2 separate regions of the Arachis hypogaea genome follow, and region 1 is linked to region 2. A link is a contact called in public Hi-C data. All regions are on one chromosome and are shown on one strand. The core of a region is the stretch at or near the end of the contact, and the rest is flanking DNA. Distances in the headings are between cores, read along the strand shown. Region 1 overlaps LOC112754906 (a long non-coding RNA gene). Region 2 has its middle 23 kb from the start of LOC112760452.

Evidence for each region. Hi-C and Micro-C count contacts between places; a contact is called where the count stands out from the background.
Region 1: a contact with region 2 is called in a Hi-C map of an unstated tissue, with 2.4 times the contacts expected there. The contact joins two enhancer-like sites. A contact is called at or near these places in 5 of 8 Hi-C or Micro-C datasets (leaf and an unstated tissue).

Annotation. Positions count from the first base shown.
Region 1 is chr16:126,244,623-126,251,170 of arahy.Tifrunner.gnm2.J5K5, forward strand. LOC112754906 (a long non-coding RNA gene) reads right to left here. Exons shown (of 5, transcript XR_011874540.1): 4 at 5,683-5,733; 5 at 5,178-5,584. Among protein-coding and RNA genes, the nearest start is that of LOC112754906, 8.6 kb to the right of the region's middle. Within about 2 kb of position 4,744, at least 2 of the 3 cell types and tissues checked have open chromatin away from gene starts, as enhancers often do.
Region 2 is chr16:126,195,637-126,202,155 of arahy.Tifrunner.gnm2.J5K5, forward strand. No RefSeq gene overlaps it. Among protein-coding and RNA genes, the nearest start is that of LOC112760452, 23 kb to the left of the region's middle. Within about 2 kb of position 2,870, at least 1 of the 3 cell types and tissues checked has open chromatin away from gene starts, as enhancers often do.

The DNA of each region.
Region 1 (6,548 bases), core at 3,494-5,993, 51 kb after region 2:
GATTTTTCTCGCCGAAAATGGCCAACAAAATGTCGGCGATGTTACGATCCTCCGGGCTCAGCCAATCATAGGATATTTTTATCAGATAATCGGATCCCGCCCCGAAGCTCCAGTAAGTCGGGATCCGCCTTTCCCCCTCGACAGTAAGCCTGAAGGGTTGATGACCCTCAATTGGCCTAACCTTGAACGTAGACTTAAAACAGTGGAAGGAGTCCTTAAAAAGGCCAAAGATCCGACGACCTTGTTGGGCCTTGAAGGACATATACCCCTTCTTCGCCTTCCCCTGCCGAGAAGGGTTCGTTAGAAGGAAAAGGTAGAGGAAAACGTTCACGGAGGTCGGAAGCTCCAGGTATTCACAAACCATCTCGAAGCATCGGATGGCAGCCCAGCTGTTCGGGTGCAGTTGCGACGGAGCAACGTCACAACGGTTCAACAAACCCATGACAAAGGGGGAAAAGGGTAAACGAACCCCCAAGTTCTGAACATGGGTTCGTAAACCCATAACCAGTCAACAACTCGTGGAGCCGCCAGGTTCTTTTGGCAAACACGCTCCCGATCAGCGGGAATATAAACTTGATAAAACGCTTCCTCGGGACCACCCCCACACAATAGCCCAGCCTGGCGCAAATCCTGGAGGCCCTCCTTCGTGACCTTGGAAGGGGTGTCCTTCACGTCGGAAGAAACCCAAGCATAATGATCAACGAAGTCAGCTAGCGGTCACTGAGCCTGATTCGGAAGAACGAGGCACTCGGCCATACCTTCAATAGGGCACCACTTAGTCAGAACGGGACGTCGGAAATCCTTAAAGCAGTAAAAACAAAACTACAACTCCCAAAATCACCCCCTAAGTACCCTTAAACTAACCCAGAACTCAAGCAAAATCTTAGGAAAATCCAATGGCGCCCCTCTAGAAAAAGAAGCAAGCAAAAACCAGGCATGCATACGAAAATACACAAGAAAATACCAAAATAAAAACTGCGAAGCAACATACCAGGAAAAATGCAGAATCCGCAAAGTTGAAGGAAGAAAGGGAAGAAGGAACATTGGAAGCAGATCGAAGTAGCAGCAAAGCAGGGAAGAAGATGGAAGCGACAGCAGTACGAAAGAATAGAAGAAGAGGGAGAATGAATTTATGAGGGGGTTGCAAGACAAAAATAGGGAAAAAAGCGTAACCGCCGAGGAAGAGCGCCAAAAGGCAGGGGCATAATCGTCGTTTCATGCAAAATTCAAATCATGAAATGATGGGATTTAATGCCCCACACAGAAGCCAAGGAGGCAGCGTCAGAGACGAGATAACCATGCGTGAGAAGAAGAACACATCCCGTCTCGGCGAGTAGGACAAACGCGCCTAGCCACAAGCTCCAAACCTCAAGGCTAGCACTTTGGGGGCACTGTTACGGACCATTACAAGTCCAGCCCAGTTAGCCGTCGGGTCGGGGCACCACCCCTGACCCAGGCCCAAACTATCCCTCACAAGGAGAATCCAACGGGTCAGTTCCTAACACCCGACCCGGTTGACGCCCGACTTTACCATCTGCACGACCCAGTGCACCACGCCTAGCAAAACGGTCAGGACGGTCTCCTCGGAGCAACACCCGAGGCCCCGACCCGAAGTCCGAAACGACCTCCCCCCCCCCCTCCCCACGTGGACAGAGACAGCTCACAAGCACCCTGGCCAGTGGGCTAGGTCATTTATGGGCCCGCCCAGCACAGTATATAAGGAGAGAGGTCAGCACTCCCCACGAGGTACACATCACCTTACCTAATTTGGCTATCATTTCGTACGGACACTGACTTGATCGTCGGAGTGTCCTTGCAGGTGGCCACCCCCCTCTCTTCCATTCTACCACCGATTTCGCCAGTCTTCAACTCCAGACCAGGAACCCGCTCCAAGCCACTTCAGGGTCTCGCCCGCTCATCCCTTCACCATCACCCGACCCATCGAGCACCCGAGATCATCTGGTGACGAACAAATCATTATATATTTTCCTAACAACATTACCTAACAAACCATGAGCAATTTTGAATTACAGTCATCAACAATGAAAAATTAAACATCTATAAGACATGTGGCCTAGTGCATGACGCTCTGGGTTTGAGCATAGTAGATATATAAAACCTTATCCATAAAATTGGGGAGGTTTTTTATGTTATTTGTACCCTTGTCCATGTCAGAAGGCAGTAAGACACAGGCATCAGAATAGAAATATCCAAACACAAAGATTAAACAACAACATTTTATTAAAACTATATTGAAAACTGCAGTCTCACAAACTCTTTAATCATACTAATCCACCCAATTAAATGCATGAAAGAAGGACAGGTAATCACAAATTGGTCAAATACACAAATCATAATTTCTCATCCTCAATTTTAAGTCTAACCATGCTAGAAACTTTTTTCTTGGATATCAAACTCTATTTTGCAACAAATCCATGTATAGGAAGAAAATGTATTATTATAGTTTTGGGCTAATCAAATTAAACTCTTGTATTTATCACAAACTAAAAATTTCTTATCATGATCTCAATAATCATAATATATTTACCTAACAGCATTACCTAACAAACCAAGAGCAATTTTGAATAGCAGTCATCAACAATGATAAATTAAACATCTATAAGACATGTGACCTAGTGCATGACGCTCTGGGTTTGAGCACAATATAAAACCTTATCCCTAAAATTGGGGAGGTTTTTTATGTTATTTGTACCCTTGTCCAGGTCAGAAGGCAGCAAGACACAGGCATCAAAATTTATATATCCAAACATAAAGATTAAACAACAGCATTTTATTAAAACTATATTGAAAACTACAGTCTCACAAATGCTTTAATCATACTAATCCATCCAACTAAATGCAGGTTCTAAGTGAAAGAATGACAAGTAATCATAAATTGGTAAATACACAAATCAATTTAATAGATACGCGAAATGCGTTTGGTAACAAATGAGATAATTAATTGGAGTAGGATTTCATCAAAATTACTTGTGTGTTGGTGAAGTTGATGGAGTAGGATTTCATAAAAAAATGAGACATGATTAATTGGAAGGTTCAGAGCATTGGTTATCATGATAGAACTTTGATCAAATTTATTATCTCTTTAAATGTTACCAAATTTGATCAAAAGATAGAGGAGCAGCATACAATTATCGAAACATACACAAACCTCATTAACAATAAGAACACTTACCATAATCACATTTTAACATCACAAATTGAAAAAAAAGACTGGTGGTTACCAGAGCAGAGAGGACAGGCCAATAGCAGGCCCGAACCGACGACGACCACGTGGGCAGAGACAGCGACGCGGCTAGCAGCTTCTAGAGACCGAGACTGCAACGCGAGATGAGCAGCCCTCGTCAACGATAGCAAAGACAGGTCTATTAGTGTCAATATGCTTGGCCCTACTTTATAGGGCCAAATTTTCAAAAAATCTTGCAGGGCCAAAAGCCGTCATGGGCCAAACATCATAGGGCTTGCCCATGGATAATCCTCTTTTTTTTGTTACTTTTTCAATCTCTATTTCAACAATCTCTATCATATTTAAACAATCAAAACTCCATTGACCAGGTCCACAAAATAAACTCTATTTATAAAGTCAAAAAATAAAACAATATTCCAAATCAAATTTTCTAAACGTTCAAATTTTTACTAAACTGGTTTATTCTTCAAAAACTAAAACGATATTCCAAATCAAATTTTACAAATAATCAAATTTTTACTAAACCGGTTTATTCTAATTTCCTTTTATATTGACAAAGATGGCTTAAAATATCGAGTACAAGATGCTACTCTAAACTGAACTATATCACCCAAACGATGAAATATACTTAACTAAATCAAGACTTCGATAGCCCCAATGATTATTTTGAAAAATCAGACTTCAATTCAGAGCCAAGGGTCACCGTTGAGACTTGAGATATATCAAAAGACAAACATGATATAATATAAATAAATAAACTATATACATACATAACCACATCCTATTACAAGTTTACAACATAATAATAATCCAACTCTGAACAAAAGGAACAAAGATGGAAATAATGAGTTTAGTAAGCATGCTCTTGGTACTAGGCATGATAGGTGATGACTTTCCAATAGATTACCTAGAAGGTTAGAACACTGCATGAACAAGTGTTCGGATTGAGCCATTAAAGTGGAACATGCAGCTAGTAGAAGTTGCTCAAAGATTCTTGAGATACCCAGAAGAAGAAGCTAAAAAGAGAGAAACTCAGAAGCTAAAAAGTTGGAATGATGAAGACGATGTTAGCGTAAGAAAATTGATGGAATACATGTGAAAATGGCATTGATTCACCAAAATGAATGCTTTTTTTTTTCTTTGCAAAATGAAAACAAGAAGTGATAGAAGAGTAGAAAACTAAAATTGCAGATAAGAAAGAAAGAGAGGGAGAGAAGAAGAAGAAATTTACAGAATGATGAAAACGAGCTACAGAGCAATGATGTTCAATCTGAGAAGCGAGAAGCGAGTAATGCTATGCACGGCGCATCGAGAGGAGAAGAGTAGAAGACAGAGACATGTTTGGGGCTTTTAGAGCTTTTAGAGCCAGCCCTATTTTAATTATTTTTTTAGGGCTTCATTAGGGCCAGGGCCTTGTAAGATGTATTTTTGTAATTTTAGGGCTGTGGGCTAAAATTAAATTAAAAGGTTTAGGGCCAGCCCTAGGGTCTTGGGTTATATTGACACCACTAGACAGGCTAGAGCACGAGAGGTGAGAGCTTCTCTTGGGGGAGGTTGGTTCAATGTATTCAGAGCTGTGAGGTAGGGCTAAGGTGGTATACAGTGTATAAGGATTGAGAAGAAGAGATGGGGCGCGAATGCTGCTTTATTTCATAAGAGGAATAGCAATAAACCAATTTTTTAATTTTCTTTTATTCTGAATTAATCATATTAATATTAATAATAATGTAAACAATAATAATAGTAAGTATAATAATATTTATTATAATGAGTATATATTTTCATAAAAATAGTATAATTACAGGAATGATTATCGCATGAGGAATCTGAAAAATAAAAATATTAAAGAAAATAAATTTATTATTGATTTTTTTTAATTTTAAAATAATAATAATAATAATAATAATAATAATAATAATAATAATAATAATGGATAGTGTACTAAAATGATAGAGGGTATCAGTCTTGATAATATAGTAATCACAATGGTAATAATAATAATGGGAACAATAATAAAAGTAAGTATAATAATCTGAACAATTATAAAGTCATGACAAATTCAACAAACAAGTCTTGGCTATTCTATAAACCTGAATCGAAATTTTTCAACTAAACTATTGCACTATCCTCAAGGTTTCAAGTATCGTTTTGCCCACATAGTCAAGTGCCACACACTCTTCTTTTCAGGAGACATTCCACTATAAGGATATTCATTCTCGTCTGGTGTTTTATTGAGGTCATATGACAGCATCGAGGCCTTTCATCCAACAGAATCAGCCTCATCAGAGCCATCGGAGGAGACGTCCTTTTTCTCCATTGAATATGGAACCACCTCCCCTGGTTCTTCGGATGCCTCCTGAATCTGGGATCGAGATAACCCTGAGAAGTACATCATAGCCAAACAAGCCCATAATATGTAGAATTAGTGTGTGAACATAATCTTATTACATTAACAGCCAAAAAGTTGTCTTTCTTACATCCCCAAAGTCGTTCAATTCCATGTTCTATGAGCTTGAATTCCTCTCGTGCTGCAATATCCAGTTTAACGACAAGAGTATTTTCATAGCGTGCCAGCACAAAATACCAACAATAATGTTCAAATACTGTTTGGATATAACCTGATACATTGTAATCCTTTACAGTATATGAATTTCAAAATTAATCCAGAGACTCAAAACCTAAAAATTAGAAAGCAGGTGACTCGTTGGAAGAAGAATTAATTTTTTTTAGATAGCAAGCATATTAAAATGCAAGAAGAGTTATTGAATTATTACTGACTGAGACTCTGTGTATACAAGAGAGACTGTATTAGCTATATATAGAAGCTTAGTATAATAGAATCAGCTAAGAAGGTGTAACAAAAACAGACCCTCCACTCTAACTGACTAACAAACTAATAATCCAGCTCAACCTAACAGGCTCTAAGTCTGATAAGTATAATGCTAGCTTGTTAGTATAATACTAGCTTATTAATGCTAGCTTTGGTCTGACCGTGTTAGAGAACCAGTTTATGATCATTGTATATATTAAAAGTTCATACACTTAAAATTCTAAAGTTTAATTGTTCTTCATACATCCCAGACTACGTGATGCGGACTTTGGGCATCCCATAATACACGTCCCTAACAGGCTGCAAGATTACAAGTTGATGGCGAGAATCCAAGGTCAGTTAGTGAAGGAAGAAAAAGGGATCAAGTGCAGAAATAGGAATGAATTGGAGCACGTAAGATCAGAGTGTGAAAGGGTTCTATAACAATATTACTTATTATTTTTGGAGGATATTGAGAAGTGAAAAAAGCTACATCAGCGTTTTCACATCACATGCAAACTCTGCAGATTAAAG
Region 2 (6,519 bases), core at 1,620-4,119:
CTCCCCGACCTCCTGTTTTATTCCCAGGAGACTTAGTGCATGCTTTACTTTGTCCTTCTGGATGGAGAACCTCATCAAGAACTTTCTTGAGAGCTCTTCAAAACTGGTAATTGACCTCGGAGGGAGGCTGTCGAACCACTTCATCGCTGCTTTTGACAAGGTTGTCAGAAAAGCTTTACATCGCGTAGCGTCAGAAGCGTCAGTCAGATACATCCGACTTTTAAAGTTGCTCAGGTGATGCTTTGGATCAGTGGTTCCGTCGTAGAGGTCCATATCGGGGCTTCTAAAGTTTCTTGGAACTTTTGCCCTCATTATGTCCTCGCTAAAAGGATCTTTCTCTCCTAAGGGAGAATCTTCTCTATCGCCGTGGGAATTCCGACCTTTGAGGGAGGATTCTAATTTTAAGAGTTTTCTTTCTAACTCTTTTCGTCGCTCCATCTCCTCTTTTAGGTTCTTTTCGGCTTCCTTTTGTCGTTCCCGCTCCTGTTCTAGCTGCTCGAGGCGGCTGTGGATTAATCCCATAAGCTCACTAGTGTGGGAGGGTCCTTCTTTTTCTGATTCGCGCCCCTCCGAGGAGTTCACCTTCGGATTTTTGATTCCGGAGGTGCCTTCCCTATGTTGATCATTGGCTTCCTGGTGGAGGGTCTGATCTGCCTCATTGTTCCCAGTGTTCAAATTCTCTTGTTCAGAATCTGTCTCCACATGACCCTCTTCAGGGGATCTATCCGCCATCACTGGTTGATCTTTCGGGTCCCCGGCAACGGCGCCAATGTTACGGTAGGTAACCGGAGATTAATGGGCCGGATGGCGTTGGTTGGCCCAAACGTATGAAGGAGGTGGCTTTCGAGTGGACCTGGTATGTACTCGGTGTTCCTCCGGGGGTGGTACCTGCAAAGACACTCCGATGCCTAAGTTAGCAAGAGTGTGAGCAGGTTAGAGAGTATTGGAACTTAGTGATACCTGAATGGTGTCAGTGTATTTATAGTGGTGAACCAATAACCACCGCTGAAGTAGTGCCACCTTTTTAGGTGGATAACCGTTCCCATATCTTAGGGAGGTTAAGATATGGCTCTATGAAGTGGTTAGAGAGTTTCTAGGGGCAGTTACTCATTCGAATGAGTGTTATCTGCCAGCTAACCCTCGTATCCGACTTCTTTGGAGCAGGTCGTGTTCAGTACCGACTTTTGGGGATGAAGACTGGTATTGGGTGAGGGCCAACCCTTTGAGTTGGGCCTTTTTGCTTGGGTCCTGGGCCCTATTTATTGGGCCAGGGTATGAACAACACTGTTCATAAATTTTTGTAGGATATATATTTTGCAAGCCAACCCTAATTTTGTTATATATGTTTTGAACAAATATATTACCCTTAATTTTCAAGTATATAAAGATACAACAAAAAATTTTAAATTGAAAATGATAACAATTAATTTTTTTGAAAAAAATTACGCGAGCAAAAAAGAAAAATCCAATAATTTTGGATATTGGACGAGAATTAGATTGGAATATTTTTAACCAAACAATACTTATATATATATAACAACTGAAAAGTTTAAAAAAAAAAAAAGTAAGGAGTTAAATTTTTTAACTAACATCAGTAATTTTTTAAAAATTATTTTACTTATCTTAAATTTTAGATTCTAAATCATAAAACATTAATCTCAAATCTTCCATTATAAATTATAAATTCTAAATCGTAAATCTTTCAAAAAAATGTGAATTTTTAAAATTAGAAAAAAAATTATTACTACAGTTAACTAATTTAAGTTTTTTTTGTTGTCGATGGTATTTTCTAGTCTAGTAGATCAAGGACTAACACATCACGGATCTGAATTCTTTTTAAAAGTTTTTTACTAGTCAATAAATTCAACAAAGCGATACTCAAATCCACGACATTTACTTAATCCGACAAATGAATTAATTACTTGACCAACCTAACTTAGTTTGGTTAATTAAATGGTTTTCTATAACCAATTTGGGTTAGTTGAGTGGTCAGCTCACTCGGCCACTTAAACAAGTGTCGGAGATTTGAATTCTGTTTTGTGCATGCAGTAACCCATTGGCTAGCGACAAATCAGACCTTTTAAATGGAACTTAAATCTGCAGCAGATTAATTCTTTATCTGTCGGGTTGGAGAATACCATGGACAAAAAAAAAAATTCTATACTTTTCCAAACTAAAATGTTTAAAACATACTATCTTCTCCTTATTAATATTACCGTAACAAATCATAATTAAGATATATTATTCGTTATCTAAACAATTATTTTGTCATAATAATATAAACTCACGGATGATAGAACAATATAAGTATATAACTATAGAATGAAAGTTATTAGGAATGGTAATGAGTCACTATAGTATCCAAGATTTCTTTCCCACTCCTGTTTCAATTTAATTTAGTAAAACGTCTTTCGTATTTGTTTTATTTTTGTTACGGATCTTTGTTTATTTCACTTCTGCAGAGGAAATGGATATCTGCAAATATTCATGAATATTAAATTTTTTAAAAAATTAATGCAATTAAAATAAAATTAATATACAATTTTACCAAATATATCAAATTAAAACACAATTCAAATACAAATACAACATAATTAATATACATATAAAATTTTTAATATATAAATTAAAATAAAATAAAATAAAAATATTTTATTTAAGTATAGGATGAATTAGACTTATTTATATGAGAATATTTAAGTAAATTCTCTTTTGTAGGAATTTTGTAGATTCTCGTTGGACATACAGATACATTAATTTTTGCTCCCGTTTTTATTTATTCATTCACAGAGACAGATTTCCATCTCTATAAGAATTTTGCGGTCTCCTTTAACTTTTCCGTCACGGATAATCTCTGACTCTACGAATATCATCCTTATTATGATGTTCCCATCATTTGAAGTTCTAATAATAAATATCATTGGCAACATGATCATCCCCTTTGATCACGGCGATTAATCAAGATTATAAATAAATAAACTTAAACCTCATGATTGGAGCAAGAATAATAGTTAGCACGTATTACCCATGAAAAGGGTTGAAATCACTTCCAGCATTCGTCATGCAAATTATAAATTTTCCAAATTTTATCATGTGACGGAGTTTTCAATAAAGATATCATAGCATACTATTTGCTTCATATATGGTTATAGGGACATAATTATATTTACGTTAAAAAAATATTTCAAGTTTGTCGGGGTTTGATTCCGTTTTCCCAATCATGGGTTTTGTCTTGGTTAAAGAAATTTTATATAAGTAATAAAAAACAAGAATAGGAATATTGTGATAATGTCATTTTCTTTTTATAAATTTATGTATACGTACAATGCAAAAAATTATATGTAGAGTGACAGTATTATTTTTCTAGAAACAATAGTCAATTTTTTTTTTCGTTTAGATGATATATAGTTTATAGTAGTATAACTTTTTACGTTTGAATATTATGTAATTTCTAAATATGAATTGAAATCAAGTCATCCTAAATGAGAAAAAGGCTAATCGGCTTATCGTCTCTGCTGGTTGAGTTAATTGATTGATCAAAATAATTTGCTTTAAGATAATCATGAATGCATATATATCAAAGCATAAATGATATCGAGGGTTGTTGGAATTTGATTCCATTCTTGATGATAATCTTTCTGTAAACATAATTCGACATTATTTCTGTAGCTGATGCAAACAACACAAGTGATATGATGTAAATATCAGTTTTGTCCTTATTATCTAATTAATAGTCAAAGCAAGAATTGATGATATTAACATTCTGCTATCTCATTATTAGTCCTAATAAAACAAAAACATTCCTAGAAATACAGTGAAAATTAAAGAAAAGAAAACTAAGAATTTATAACAAAAGAGAATGATTTTTTTTTTTTTCCTAGGGTAGAACCTAAAGCTATTTTCAAAAGTTTGAAGAACACTAAACCGAGTATTCAGGCGAATAGAGTAGAGAAATTAAGAAAAAATTATTTATTATGATAAATTAAATTGGATAATCGATCAATTAGTAGAAGAATGAAGCACGATTACATTCGTTATCAGCATCAAACAACCCCCATTTCAAAAAGGCATAAATTATAAGTAGTCACTGAATAGGTCTACAAGTGTTTGTCTAACCATAAAAACGATCTTCAAAACAAATTAGCGATTGTAATTACTCCAAAACAAAAAACAAAAACAAAAAGATTCATAATATGATTTACCAAAATAAAAAAAAAAAAATCAGAATTCATGGTAAGAAACAAGTTGAGGCACATATAAGTGTAATACACGTGATTGATTATAGAGTTAACTACCGAAAGAATAATACTTGAAATATGTTATTGACACAAAAATTCTTAAATAATTTTAAAATCTGAAAAAAATGACCATACGTCAATTACTCTCGTTTTCGTTAACGAAAAATGCTAAGGTGGCTAATAGAATTGATGACATGGCAAACTCATCCCAACAATCTATTTACCTAATATTTTTAATTAATTTAAACAATAACACGTAAGAAAAACAATAAATTCTTAATTTAATTTGATAAAAAAAATCTCAATTCACTTGAGAAAAACCCTAAATTCTAATATTCTTAGAAAAGAGGAGGATGTGACAGCGAGGAGGTCCTTGCTAGCATCGTTGTGCTTGCCGGAAAGAACGGTAATAGAAGAGAGAGAAAGAAGGCCAAATTACAGAGGAGAGTGAAAGAGACCGACAGTGTTAAAGGGAGAGGGAGTCGGCTGTGACACAGAGGAAAGAGAGGAAAGAGGTGATAACAGTGGCGATGAGGGTGGTTGTCACCATTGCTAACCAAGGAGGTGGAGGAAGAGAGACCGAACGAGAAAGAGAAAGCTCACACAGAGAGGGAGGGGGAGAGGGAGAGGGAGAGAGACAGGGAGAGAGAGGAAGAGGAAGAGGAGCGAGTTGGGAGGGAGCTGGTGAAGCTTCTTATTTCACCTTGCTATTGTATAAATTAATTAAAAATGCTATAGGTAAATAGAAATTTGGGGAGAGTTTGCCCATGTATTAAATTCTGTTAGCCACAAAAGTAGTTTTCGTTAATGGCAATATGACAAATTAATGTTTAGTCATTTTTGTCAAACTTATAAATTTTTTAGGTACTATTTTGTTAGAGTCTAAATTTTTTGGATACCGATTTGGTAGTTTACTCTTGATTATATTTGAAAAGATAGGATTGATAATTTATAATATAAGTATAGCATTGGCTATGTATATAAATGAAATTTGTTACGGTCCAGCTACTAAGCTGGGCCAAGAAACATTCAACCGACCCATTCGAGGATCGTATCCATTCAAATCAGGACTAGATTTCACAAAATGGTATAGATTTAGAAACAGATTCTCCTCATATCCCTAGCCACCAAAGACTATAAATACTGGGGGCAGAATCGTCTTAGGTATCTTTTCTGCCCTAATCTTAGTATCTCGTAGACTTCAGACAGATTTGATCATTGAAGTCCTTGTAGTATACCACCCATTCGACTCTGAGGCGATGATAGATTGGTGTCTCCCCTTCTCAATCTCCATTTCATCACTGTAAGTAGTTCTTAAGCAGAACATTAGTGTCTTTTGTAGGGAATATCACTCATCTGAAACCTTGAAGCACTCAAACCACGACGTTAGAACAACCATTCACTACAACAATTGCGGCAGATGCAAAATGAATAATTGCGGCGCATATCGCGACAGTTAGGAGTAGGACTGCAATCAGCCTTGTATTTAGCGGCAGTTTTTCTAGAACCGCCACTATATACAACGTCGGGGAAAAGGCAGGAAAAAGCCCGAGCACCCTGGCAAACCCCAGTCAAGGAGGTGATTAACTAATCTAAAAAATATACAGGCTAGAGGAAACACTCAAGGTAGTATTGGAGAAACAACAGAAAGAGGCCGAAATCATCATTAAAGCAGCGTGAAAGACAAAATAAAATGCTATGAAATAAACACAGGTGCTGAAGAAAGCCGAAAAGTGAGAGAAAGAGCATGCCAAGAAAGAATGACAATGCACAGCCTTGTATTTAGCGGCCGTTTTTCTAGAACCGCCACTATATACAACGTCGGGGAAAAGGCAGAAAAAAGCTCGAGCACCCTGGCAAACCTCAGTCAAGAAGGTGATTAACTAATCTAAAAAATATACAGGCTAGAGGAAACACTCAAGGTAGTATTGGAGAAACAACAGAAAGAGGCCGAAATCGTTATTAAAGCAGCGTGAAAGACAAAATAAAATGCTATGAAATAAACACAGGTGCTGAAGAAAGCCGAAAAGTGAGAGAAAGAGCACGCCAAGAAAGAATGACAATGCACATAGAAAAAAAAAGAGTGCGCTGAAAGGAAAAAAAAAAGAGGCGACAACCAAAAACACTCTCACCACCACAGCAAGACTGAGGGATGAAAAACGTCCACCTATAGGGTGGATACAACCTAGCACTCCTCAAAAAATTTTGACACCCAACAGACATAGAGGTGATGACAGGACAACTTACTCCAACACCACACATAGATGCTTTTCCGATAATT